Linked DNA regions of Xenopus tropicalis: region 2 is linked to region 1. The links are chromatin contacts, called in public Hi-C maps. All regions are on one chromosome and are shown on one strand. Each heading gives the region's core, a stretch centred on a gene start, on an enhancer-like site or on the middle of the called end of the contact. The rest is flanking DNA. Distances are from core to core; before and after follow the strand shown. Region 1 holds the start of fam171a2 (family with sequence similarity 171 member A2). Region 2 overlaps grn (granulin).

Region 1 (6,220 bases), core at 1,491-3,990:
GTATGAGAGAGTGTATGTATGAGAGAGTGTATGTATGAGAGGGAGAGTGTATGTATGAGAGAGTGTATGTATGAGAGAGAGAGTGTATGTATGAGAGAGAGAGTGTATGTATGAGAGAGTGTATGTATGAGAGAGAGAGTGTATGTATGAGAGAGAGAGTGTATGTATGAGAGGGAGAGTGTATGTATGAGAGAGTGTATGTATGAGAGAGTGTATGTATGAGAGAGTGTATGTATGAGAGGGAGAGTGTATGTATGAGAGAGTGTATGTATGAGAGAGAGAGTGTATGTATGAGAGAGAGGGGAGGGTGACTAGGAAGACAAAGCAGGGGAAAGAACGTTGAAAGAAGAAGAGAGGAAGGCGGCGGAAGACGGATGAAGGGAAAGGGGAGCAGCACATGGGGGGAGAGAGGCGAATGCAGAAAAGCACAGAATGGAAGAGGGAGGAATGATCCACTGAACAAAGGAGAGGTGGGGAGAGGGGACAGGTAGAACCATTGGGTACGATGGAACCAGGCATTACAGAAGGGGGGGTTCAGAAAGAGAAACAACAAAGAGATATAGAAGAGACATAGAAAAGACAAGAAAAGGCGCTAAAAACACAGGGCCCTGTGCCCCTCCTCTGCCTGTCACTATTTGTATGCAGTCTGTCTGATGTACGCACAGATGTTGTACAGCGCTGTGGAACATGTTGGTGCTTTATATGAATTCACAATGATAATAATAACAACAAAAGGTTAGAAATCACTGCAGAGAGCCGCATCTTAATTAATAAGGGCGAGAGGGGGAAATGAGACAGCAGGTAAAACAGCAGACTGCCTGGGAGACAGCAGTTTGTGCAATATCTCCTCCTCAGATCATTTCCTCCCAGCGACAACCAATCAGAGCAGGCAACGAGAGGGTGCTGCTGTGAAGCATCTCAAGGTGACAGCTGGGTGCTATTTACCTCTGTGAGAGACAGCCATGGGAAGCAGTCACAAAGTTTGGCTGGCTCAGAATAACAATTCTATCACCACTTCTGGGAAGCGGTTTCACAGGCGCATTACGCCTCTGTAAGGCTGCATTGTTCCACACTTCCCCTTATCCTGCCACATTCACAGCTTCAAAGCCTGACCTCTAACTCTGTCTCGGGGAAACAGGCTTCCTTCCTGTGCTCTGCCCAGTCCCCCAGTGCCTCCCAAACTCTTGGCCACATCCTGCCCTCTATTCCTCAGCTGGGGATCTTGGCTGGGCCTACTCTCTCTAGTTCTAGCAGGGGGCATCTTCATATCAACTGCCCCAACCTGCAGCCCCTTTAAGTTGAATGGCATCTTCCACAAGCCACAAACAGCCCAAGACTGTCTGATGCTGCTGGGAGTTGCAGTTTAAGCAGTTTTTTAGTGTTATCAGTAAATATGATATAATGGACTGGCTAGCATGCAGAGACCCCCAAGAGACAGCTGTAAGGAGAATGCAACCACAAATGCAACCCCCATTCCAACTCCCACTCTGCAGAGACAGCTGTGGCCAGAGACAGCTGAAGCCGGGAGCTAGAAGGGCTAATTCAATGTCCCCCCTGGAGGTATTTCTTAGCCCAGACACAGCACCATAAGGAAGGCCTAATCCACTATATTTATATATATATATATATATAGCCCCCTTCCCTTCACTCAGGCACACAGATAAGGACACAGAAAAACACTTTAACCTTAACCTTCGGCACAGGCTGCCGCACATGTAATCAAATAAAAAGCAGGTCTCTATTGTTCCATAGTAGTTCATGTTGAAATAAAAAATACTAGGAGTATTAATACCTCATCCTGCAAATGGGGCGACCAGCTCTTACTTGAAACTATGTGGTGTATGTGCCAGTACAGCTGTATGGGATTAACCCTATAATACTGAGCCAGCAGCAGGGGGAAAGCACATGATACATACATCATTGTGATCCCCGCAGCTATTACACCCAATGTGTCATCATTAGTCTCCCCTCCTCCCCAGCCCCTGCCATGCTGGGCGCCCAAGCCTTCCCCAAGCAATACAGTAAATAGGAATCCTGACACAACAGTGAATCAGAAGTGGGGCTCACAGAACCCCCCATGGCCTAGAGACTCTGATTCCAACCTTTTCCAGCAGGATCACATATTTCTTAGAAAAGATTCCACCCCCCCCCCCCCATGGGTATATCTCTATGATTAATATCAGATGTGAGTGATATAAGCCCCCCCTATAGATCAACCATTAAAACCTCCCCCTCCTATCTACCTATCCACATTACATCATCAGTGCACAGTACAATGGAGCACCCCTTCTGCAGAGATACTGAGCCCCCCCCCCCTCCTGAACATGAACCCCCTGTTTTCATGTCAAAACCCACCAATCAGTGAGCAGCAGATCCCTCCCTATCAGGGATCAGAACCGCCCTCCAATGAAAGATCAGGTTCCCAACAATATCAAGTCTCCCCCAAAATTGCATTAATGTGTATGTTGGGGGGAGTGAGGGTGCCCCAATGTACCCCAGCACGGTAGCCCTCCATCTGCCTAGCACCCTTGCATTACAAGCCCCCCACCTCTCCGTGGCTGGCCCTGTACCACCCATCTCATTGTCTTCCATCCTCCACTTACCCTGAGGCATTGAGGTCTCCAGCAGTGATTTCCCTTGGCCTCCCATGCACCACGCCAGGAGAAGGACCACCAAGGAGCACAGGGGCCCCCCACCTGTCATCCCTGAGTCCGCTGCACACCCCATGCCTCCTGTCACCCCTCCATTCCCGCAGCTGTATCCCAGGCACAGACAACCCTATGGAGCAGACTCTCGCCCCCTCCCTCTCTGCCTCTCCTGTGCCACACCTCCCCTATTTTCCTTAGGAATGATCCGCTGCGCCATCTGCAGGGCAAAGCCGGTAAAGGCATGCCATGTTAAGGCTCCGCTCTCAGACTAGACAGCAGCGCCACCTGCAGGCCGTCGTTGCGACAGCGAGTTGAAATCGCAAAACTAAGGAAAATGCTACATCAGCCGCATTCTAAGAAGCCACCGCCGCCCCTTTGTCGTATCTGCGGCATGAAAATATGATTCAGTCGTCACTAGGGTTCCCATTTTATTTATACGGGGTTAATCTTAAAAACTGCAGCGTTAAACCTGTTGAATTATAACTCTAGGTTCCCATTGACAGCAATGCCGACAGTGCCTGGGGCTCACTATCACCTTTATATATAATATAACAATGTTGGTCATTACCTTAGACATACAAGCTTCCATACACACACACCAAACCATATGATACTAATGACATCACCAGGTGCTTATTATAAGTGATGACGTCACAAGCCCAAACAGCCTTTATAAGGATGTATTTCCCAGGTGGTGCATTATATGCAGTTATGAAGCATGCAAGGCTGTTCTGCGCACACAATAAGTGACAGTGGGGCACTAGCTAGTTAGCTATAGTAGATTAATCAGAGATTAAGCCCTTTGTAATTTGGTTACATCATGTTTCCTGGAAGGATAGGACCTCAGGCCCCTCATTCTGGTAAGAGAGAGAGAAACAGGGTTTTATTATTGATACAAACATTCAAGCCAAAGATAAGATCTCTGCTCTGTAATAAACTTTATTTTAACCCTGTGGTTGTCCTCATCTCCCCCTAAAACCTTAAGGGCTCTGGCACACAGGGAGATTAGTCGCCCAGCCCAGACTGGGATTCAAAATAGACCCTGGTTTTCATGTACACAGAGGCCCAAACAGCCCCCCCCCCTCAGTAGTGACAGATCCATGGGGTTGGGATTTCTCCTTCGCTATCAATTGATCTGCTTCATCTTCCTTTTCACCTTCTTTACCCATTCCATTGAACATTCCTTTGCTTCTTGGCTTTTCCAGTTTGCATTTGGCACATTAAAGGGTTAAACTCAATCATGGATCCTAATTGCTGTTTGTGCTTACTTGTCCAGCCAGCGCTTCCAATTGAGCAGCCGCCATATAAATCCTCAGCCCATAAATCTCTATGCCAGACATGGAAGTCTCAGCCAGACAAGCCAATACCAGCAGAGGCTGCAAGAACCCAGGAACCATCTTGCTACAAATGATCTGCCAAAGGGCATTGTACTGGGAGATTGGCGTCATGGACCAACTACTGGTACAATTGACCCTAGGGGTGTGAAATTCACAGTTAAAGGCCCACTGACCCAAATGCTACCTTGCCAGTTCCTTTGCCAACCCTACTGCTGGCAACTCTGCCCCTGGTAGGAGCTTCTGGTATTGTTATACTGGTTCCTGATCCTGGTATTGGCCCTTAGCCCGACTGCCTGACCTAACCATCCACTTGTATTTAGTCTCAGAGACTGTAACCCTTTTGGTGCCTTGCTCCTGGTTTAACCATTCACCTGCCCGTTTACCCTGTGTGTGCCAGTGTCCACCTTATTAACCCTGTGCCTAAATAAAGTGCTCCTGTTTATCAGGAGCTAGGGGCCGCTAACAAAAGCACTCCGACATAGGTCAGTGCTATATAAAGAATAATAATACCCTATAATAGGAAGTCAAACCAGGTGGCACGGTGTAAGCTACAACACTCAGGGCCACTCAGATCATGTAAATCCCCATGTGGCCACATCCTTAGCACTTGCTCTAATACATAAACATACAGCAGGAATATACATCCAAATACATCAAATATAAGTGTAACTTCCTTCACTATAATAACCCGGGTAAACCTATCAGCAATGAGCGGATTGTTTCTAAAAACAATAGAAATGAACAAAAAATATGCTTTATTAACCAGTAACTGTCCATAATGATAATAAACATATGTTTATAAACACTGCAATGTTCAAGGTACAGGTCAGACAACAGGACACCGGCTGTTAAAGGAACAGTAACACAATTTTTTTGGTGTTACTGTTGCTTTTACAGAAGACAATGTTTATGTCAGTTACTCCACTGACTGAACATATGACAGACACAAACTCCAGGAACCCAAATGTATAACAGCAAATGGAGCAAGAGATTCTGTGCAACAAAGAAGATCCAGACGTGCCATTAGCCTCCTAATAGCTTGGCCGGCAGCCTAAGGCCTCCCTGCAAAGTGCCGCAGATCCGATGCCGGTTTCATACAAAAACCCCCAACAGCCCCGAGGGGAAGAGGGAACAGGAGACTCTTTGTTCTGAAGCCACAGAAGAAATTCTTGCTAATTAAAACTTCTTGGAACCAGATCCCGATTCATCATTGGTTTCATCTTTGCGCTGCCAGAGAAGGGAATGGAAGGGTTAATGAGAGTACTGAGTTAAACTGTTCGGTCACTACCAGCCCTGGGGCACTAACCAACATTACTACGGGTAAAGGTGGCCATACACGCACCGATATTATCGTACGAAACCTCGTTTCGTACGATAATCGGTGCGTGTATGGCATGTCAGCGAGCCGACCGATATCGCAGGAAGCTGCTGATATCGGTCGACTCGCCGATCGGCCAGGTTAGAAAATTTTGATCGGGCGCCATAGAAGGCGCCTGACCAAAATTCTCCCTTCAGAGCTGAATCGGCAGAAGGAGGTAGAAATCCTATTGTTTCTACCTCCTTACCTGCCGATTCAGCCCTGAATGGTGTGTGGCGGATCTGACGATGTTTCGTGCGACCGACGGTCGTACGAAACATCGTGAGATCGCCACGTGTATGGCCAGCTTAAGTATTGGAGTGATACTAATCACAGAGCACAACGAGATGGATAATCTGAATATTGAACAGAGTCTGCTTCTGTTCTTAACCAGGGTTGGACTGGGCCAGGGGGACAAACGGGAATAAACCAAGTGCCCCCCAGACCCAATCCCCGCCCACCCTCCCCCTTCACTCCCCCACTGACCTCCCTCACCAGAACGTGGGAAAAGTAAGTATAAAGTGCCCATGCAGGGGGAGGGGCTGGTGGTGGGGGGGCAAAGGGGGCCCCAGTGACACGGTGTGGGGGGCCCCTGGGGTAGCATTCTTTGTGGGCCTTGCACACCCCAGTCTGACCCAGTTCTTAAATCTGGCCAATCCTCCTCTGTCCCTATTCCAGTCAGCAAATTGGGTTAGTCCTTACACAGGGGCACCTGGGAGCTATATACCCCACCACCCCCTGCAGTTGCTAATTAGGTGAATATGTCCTCATCTCTGCTTTGCAACCTATATATATATATAGTATGTATACTATGTACCGAATAGATGTGAGGGGGCAGCTATTGCTCTCCGGGCTCTGAATGCATTTGGGCAAAGCTG
Region 2 (6,220 bases), core at 947-3,446, 42 kb before region 1:
CCCTTTGAAAATTGAACATGAAACCCAAATTCTTTTTTTAATTAAATCATCCATAGCAGTTATATAATGGACAGATAAGATTTTTTAAACATGTCTCTCCTCTATGCCTCAGCAATAGAGGTGGAGCAGGCAATATATGACTGACAGCTCAGATTTTTAATTACAATTAAAAGCATAAGATTTTGGGGTGATGGGAAACTTGCCTTTGAGAACACTGGTGCCTACCTGCTCTCTGTAACTATAAATTCCAAGAATTGTGGAATGTTGTGCCTTTGTACATCTATTGGAATTGTGCATTTATGTACAATGCACAAACTGTACACAATTTTGCCATTGCCTCATTGGAAGATAAAGCGATATGACCTTATGTGATGTGCCTGCTGTAACACTATATACTTGTGCTTATCCGGCCCCCTCAGATGATGCCAAAAGGGGCTGGGCAAGTGCAGGAATATAAATTGAGGATGCGGTGGGCCTGGTCAGGTGTGGGTGAGATTGCTGCGTGTTAGGTGCCAAGAGTGCCATTTTGCACCCTGCTTTTTGACATATTGCCATAGGTCTCTGCAAATTTCTTCCATTAATTCAGTGTTGTCTGCGTCTGTCAGTGTTGTATTCATAAGGTACGGGTGGTGGTAGGCACATTGGCATATCCCTACCCTTCCCCTAAAGTGCATATCATTCTCATGCTACAGTTAAGGAGAACTGGTGGATGCAGGGTGGAAAAAGGCCATCCATCCTATGGCAGGCGCTAAGGACAGGGCTGTTTTGTGCCTGCTGGCACTGAACTCTGTACATACTGCTGTGTTTCCTATCTGGCACTGATTGCAGTGTGCAGCCACGCTCTGGTCACAAGTTCTGTTCAAAATAAGCACTAAGTGGTGCACGCTTGCACCATTAGTCACTAGCTCCACATGGAATATGTGTCACCACAAGTCACCTGCTTACATTGGTTGTTATTGCACCTTTTATCCTTTTTATTCACCCCCATTTATGAAATTAGCTCATTCAGTTGGGCTTATGTAGAAAAAGAGTAAACACTATCTGAACAGCCAAAAATACGCACATAAATGCTCCCTAGAGCTGAATGGTCAGATATCGTTCAGGTACAGTACAGTTAGGCCAGTAGGTTCAGGAGAAAACCTTTCCATCAGAACTTCATAATAAAAAAAAAATAAGTTACATTAATAGTTTTTTAAGTTACATTCATTTTATTAAATAAAAAGGCAAAATACATTTAACGCAATTATATTTGTTGTGCTCATGTTTAGCAAAGGGGTTCGTGTATGTTTAAAAAAAAAATAAATAAAAAAAAATAATGTATTATAATATACACGTGGTGCTGGTTTCAAGGTCACAGCAGACAATGAGTTTTATGAGGGAAGGGTTATGTTAAGAGAAGCAAGATATAATGAATGGGGAGTGGGCCATTTAAGGGTGTGCCTTGTGAGTCAGTCATCGGAAGGCAAAACTTGACGGTGCTGAGCAATATGTCAGCTGACTTTGTGTATGTCACGACTGTAGGTTCTGCATTGTCTGGGACTGGATCCAATGTAACTCAATACCGAATACCTTGTTATTACCAAATGCAATAACCGTTTGGGCTTGTAAAAGTCTTTGTGTTTCTTGAAAACCTGTTTTAAAAAAAGAAACAGCTAGGATCTGCTGGCTGCACAGTTCACTTAAAGGGACAGTGCGCAATCTAAAAGCTGTACTATATTCATATACCATTAGAGTTCTAGACATAATTAGGTTCATTAAAAACATGATCTAGTTCTTTGGTTCACCTTTTAGCCAGTACAGTATTTTATAAAATTCTTAGGAAATCGGACACTTAGAAATGTATGTGATCTTAAACTGGGCATTGATCTGTACGCCATGGATGAGAACGAGTGTGGAGTGTGATTGGATCCCCATAACTTAAGTCTACTAAAAATCTTTGAATCCTTATTGGTGGCAAAACAATCCTATTGTTTAATTATATCTTAGTTAGGAACAGGTAAAGAGTTCTGTTTTATTATTGCAGAGCAAAAGGAAATTCTTTTTAAAAATTTGAATTATTTGATTAAAATGGAGTCTATGGGAGATGGTCTCCCTGTAATTTGGAGCTTTCTGGATAACATCCCATTCCTGTACAATGTGTTTGCCCATATAGACACCAGAAGTCCCATTTTTGGGCACATTGGTTGTTGTTTATCTGTGGGACCTTCACCCAAGTGGGTGTGGTTGTGCTGCTTACAAGTTGCCCCTTATCAAAAACAACCACATTTTGAAAGTTAGGCTAGTGGCACTTTTTTTTTTCTCTTTCTGGCATAAATTCACCCATGGGTAAACATGGTCCACTGCTTTCCACCCCATATCTGCAAATGCACCAACATACAGGTGATATGTTTGTGCTACTAGCCTAAAGCGTTCCAAATGCTGGAGCAAGCTCACATTAAGCTCACTGTAGACTTTTCAAACAAGGGCTGAACTGCTTCAGAAGCAAGGTACCATACCCAAGCCAGGCGTGGGTCACATGAAGAAGCAGTCAGGAATCCCATGGTTAACCTGTTAAGAAATTCCCTGGAACATTAGAAATGCTTATTCTTTAAAATAAGAGTTTGTGCCATTCTGGTGGCATCATGGTGCTGTCCATGTAACCTGAGTTGTCTAAAGTGGCTGGACCAGTAACATGTGGAAAACCACCCAGGAGGTTACTGAATAAGTGAATATATGCCTTGAGTTATGGCAGATATTTTGGCTACACTGTCTAGAAGGGAGGGCAACTGCATGGCCATATTGGCCTTAAACTTCAGTAATGAAGATGACTTTATTTAAAGATAATGTGTGAGGCATCATAGGAAATGTTGATATAATTCTTCATCATCCAGGGCTAACTGTGGGGAGAACATTGCTAAGCAAGATTGGTTCTGCTATTCTTTAGAAGAGTTACAGGCATTAAATTGTTGCTGAAGTGTCATTTCGACGATCTGGTGGCTCGATGTCATGTCAGTGACAAAATGTTATGTATAAGGTTTTCTTTCAGCAGTCACTGTAGAACATTTAATATACTTTGGGGCACATTTACTAATCCACGAACGTCCGAATGCATTTTTTTTTTTTTTCGTAAATTGTTGCGACTTTTTCATAGCCATTACGACTTGCTCATAAATTGTCGCGACTTTTCTGTAGCCGTCGCGCCGAGTACGAAAGTTTCGGATTCATTCAAGCTTCAGTATCGTGACTTTCCTTGGGCCAGGTTGGAGCTGCAGAGTGCCATTGAGCCCTATGGGAGACTTTCCTTGGGCCGGGTTGGAGCTGCAGAGTGCCATTGAGCCCTATGGGAGACTTTCCTTGGGCCGGGTTGGAGCTGCAGAGTGCCATTGAGCCCTATGGGAGGCTTTCCTTGGGCCGGGTTGGAGCTGCAGAGTGCCATTGAGCCCTATGGGAGACTTTCCTTGGGCCGGGTTGGAGCTGCAGAGTGCCATTGAGCCCTATGGGAGGCTTTCCTTGGGCCGGGTTGGAGCTGCAGAGTGCCATTGAGCCCTATGGGAGACTTTCCTTGGGCCGGGTTGGAGCTGCAGAGTGCCATTGAGCCCTATGGGAGACTTTCCTTGGGCCGGGTTGGAGCTGCAGAGTGCCATTGAGCCCTATGGGAGGCTTCCAAAATCATGCTAAGTCGCAAAGGTTTGCCCGACGTTTACGAGTGCTCAATACGAAAAAGTCGCGACAAATTATGAGCAAGTCGTAATGGCTACGAAAAAGTTGTGACAATTTATGAGCAAGTCGTAATGGCTACAAAAAAGTTGCGACAATTTACGAGCAAGTCGTAATGGCTACGAAAAAGTCGCGACAATTTATGAAAAAGTCGTGGCGCCGACGAAAAATCGCAAAAATTAATTAAATCAGCCCCTTTGTTTTAGCTCCTTTTGTGTTTGGGTTGGGGGTGGGATGTATAGTCAGAGCGCCAGAATGGCACTATATAATGTCCCACGGGGAACAGAGGAGCAGTCTTGGACTTGTATACATGCTTTCTGAAGAGACTTGCTCATATGCTGATAAACAGTAACCCTTTATACAGATCATACTATAAATGGTCATGCTATTCTTCTTAAAGGAGAATGAATGCTCAAGAAGAAATTAGGCTAGAAAAGCTACAAATGTGATTCTCTCTCCTGAATAAACAAAAATATGGAAGATAAAGAAGGCTGCCCAGCCAAACATGGCTTGAGTTGTCTCTGGGGTGGGTAACACTACTAATCCCCATTGTACACTGTCCATAAATGTTTATTTAAAGGGCATATCAACCCAAAAATATATATTTTTCTAATAAAAAAACCATTACAATTTTGTATTGCAAAGTTGCTTAGAATTCTGTTTTCTTAAGTTATTTGTATGTTAAAACACTGACACAAGTCAGCAGATTGACAGACCTGTCTTGCTGGAGGAGACTGGCTTTTGCAACATTGTTTAAAAAATCATAAATTGTTGGCTAAGCAAATTCTACTTTCAATAGCAATTACATTTACAAATAACTTTTAAAGCACTAAAAAATGTTAATAAATCAGTATTGGAAATTATGTTTTCTTTTATTAGGCAAAAAAAAATTATTTTTTGGGGTGACATGTCCTTTTATTTAAGTCCCCCTGTAAGATGTTAACAAAAATATCTGCTAATACTTGTGCTTATTGGGTGTCACCAGTTTTGCGGAAAGCCCCTAATGAGAAAATATTCTTTACTACTTGCTAACAAAGCAGCAAGGCATCCTGTACTTTCTTCTTCTTCTTCCTGCCTGATGCAAAATCTGTTCCAGGCTACTACATGCATAAGCCTAAACACCTGTTACTATTGTGGCTTTACGCCATTCAGCGTGCTTTGTGTACAAGGTTTTTAACACTTTGCTGTCTGATTATTTTCCCCCCCTCAGGATGGGTCCACCTTGGTTTCTTCTGCTTGTGGTCTCCACTGTTAGTGCCACACTCTGCCCAGATGGCAGCACTTGTGGAGAAAAGAGTCTGTGCTGTGAACTGCCTGGCAAGAAGGGGTATGGCTGTTGCCCTGCGGCAGAGGTAGGTAAAGGGAAGCATGGGGGCTGCACAACTGCCACATAGAGTAGAAGATCTAGATAAATACCCTCAGCTGTGGGTTTTTCAACATTAGGACATTATGGTGCCTAGAATGATTTATGGTGCTCTGTGCTACAATGACCATTTCTCCTTTTAGGTTGTGTCTCGCTCCCTTCCTATGATTCTTTCCCAGACCTCCTGCTCAGGCTGCCCTGATGAGTATTCCTGTGTGAATACTCCAGAAGGGGGAACCGCTTGCTGTCCATTATCTGAGGTAAGCATTGGTCATTGAATAAGGACCCTAGTGATACATGAAACTTATTTGACAGTGACCACAGCTAAAGGAAAAGACTGTTTTGGGAGTCTTGCTTTCATAAAACTGGTTCATGGGGCAAGTTTTCAGAAAGCCTTCATATAGTAGGGCTTTTTCTCTGGGCACAAAGGGGGTTCTTTAAAATTCTGTTTAAAGGCTGCTGTATCCTTATACAGTGGCATGCTTGGTGGTGTTTTAGGTGTCTTGGTGCATGAAACCTCTGGGTTTGGCTCTCAAAGTAGTGTTACTGGTTCAGACTCCAGTTTATTGCTCTATCGTGACATCAATTGAGATGTTAGGCCAGAGGTGGCCTTGGGCTTTGCCATCAATATGCCCCCCTGCCCTTTCCTTTTTTTTTGTGGAATGGGTGACTGGCACCCTATCTTGAGACCGGCACCCTATCCGGTGACAAGTATAAAATATATGGTTAGGTTAACTTTTCAGGAAGCAGCAAGTCTTAACTTTCTGTAAATGACTTTTTGTTTTGTGATTTCTTGCAAAACTTAGGGAAAATCTTGCCAAGATGGACATCACTGCTGTTCTGTAGGCTCCTACTGCTCAGATGATGGCCACTACTGTATCCCAGGTTAGAGATCTCATCTGCTATAACTTCCCCCTTCCATCTTTGATAATTTCTACTTAAACATTGTGTTTTGTTTTTGTTTTTTTTTTACAGCCTCTAACCAGTCTGCTGTAGTCTGCCCGGATGGAAGGTCTGAATGCCCCACTCTCACCACCTGCTGTATGATGTCTGACATGTCGTCATGGGGGTGCTGCCCCATGCCACAGGTAAGAGGACCCAGTTCTTATGCCTACTGTTTTAAATTCCCATACTACAGACCCTTGACAAAAAAAAATCCGC

What was found. Hi-C and Micro-C count contacts between places; a contact is called where the count stands out from the background.
Region 2: a contact with region 1 is called in a Hi-C map of liver, with 2.3 times the contacts expected there. The contact joins the enhancer-like site here to the promoter of fam171a2 in region 1. A contact is called at or near these places in 5 of 5 Hi-C or Micro-C datasets (brain, gastrula embryo, liver and 2 more).

Annotation. Positions count from the first base shown.
Region 1 is chr10:15,029,629-15,035,848 of UCB_Xtro_10.0, reverse strand. It overlaps fam171a2 (family with sequence similarity 171 member A2), which reads right to left and starts at 2,740. Exons shown (of 8, transcript NM_001128032.2): 1 at 2,604-2,740. The coding sequence starts at 2,727. LOC101734916 (nucleolar transcription factor 1-A) reads right to left here. Exons shown (of 8, transcript XM_004918648.4): 8 at 4,724-5,212. The coding sequence ends at 5,162.
Region 2 is chr10:15,071,062-15,077,281 of UCB_Xtro_10.0, reverse strand. It overlaps grn (granulin), which reads left to right. Exons shown (of 32, transcript NM_001078701.1): 4 at 4,907-5,048; 5 at 5,203-5,319; 6 at 5,866-5,944; 7 at 6,035-6,147. The coding sequence starts at 4,908. Among named protein-coding and RNA genes, the nearest start is that of grn, 11 kb to the left of the region's middle. Within about 2 kb of position 2,196, at least 4 of the 11 cell types and tissues checked have an H3K27ac peak or open chromatin away from gene starts, as enhancers often do. A contact at or near this core is called in liver, where this site is marked.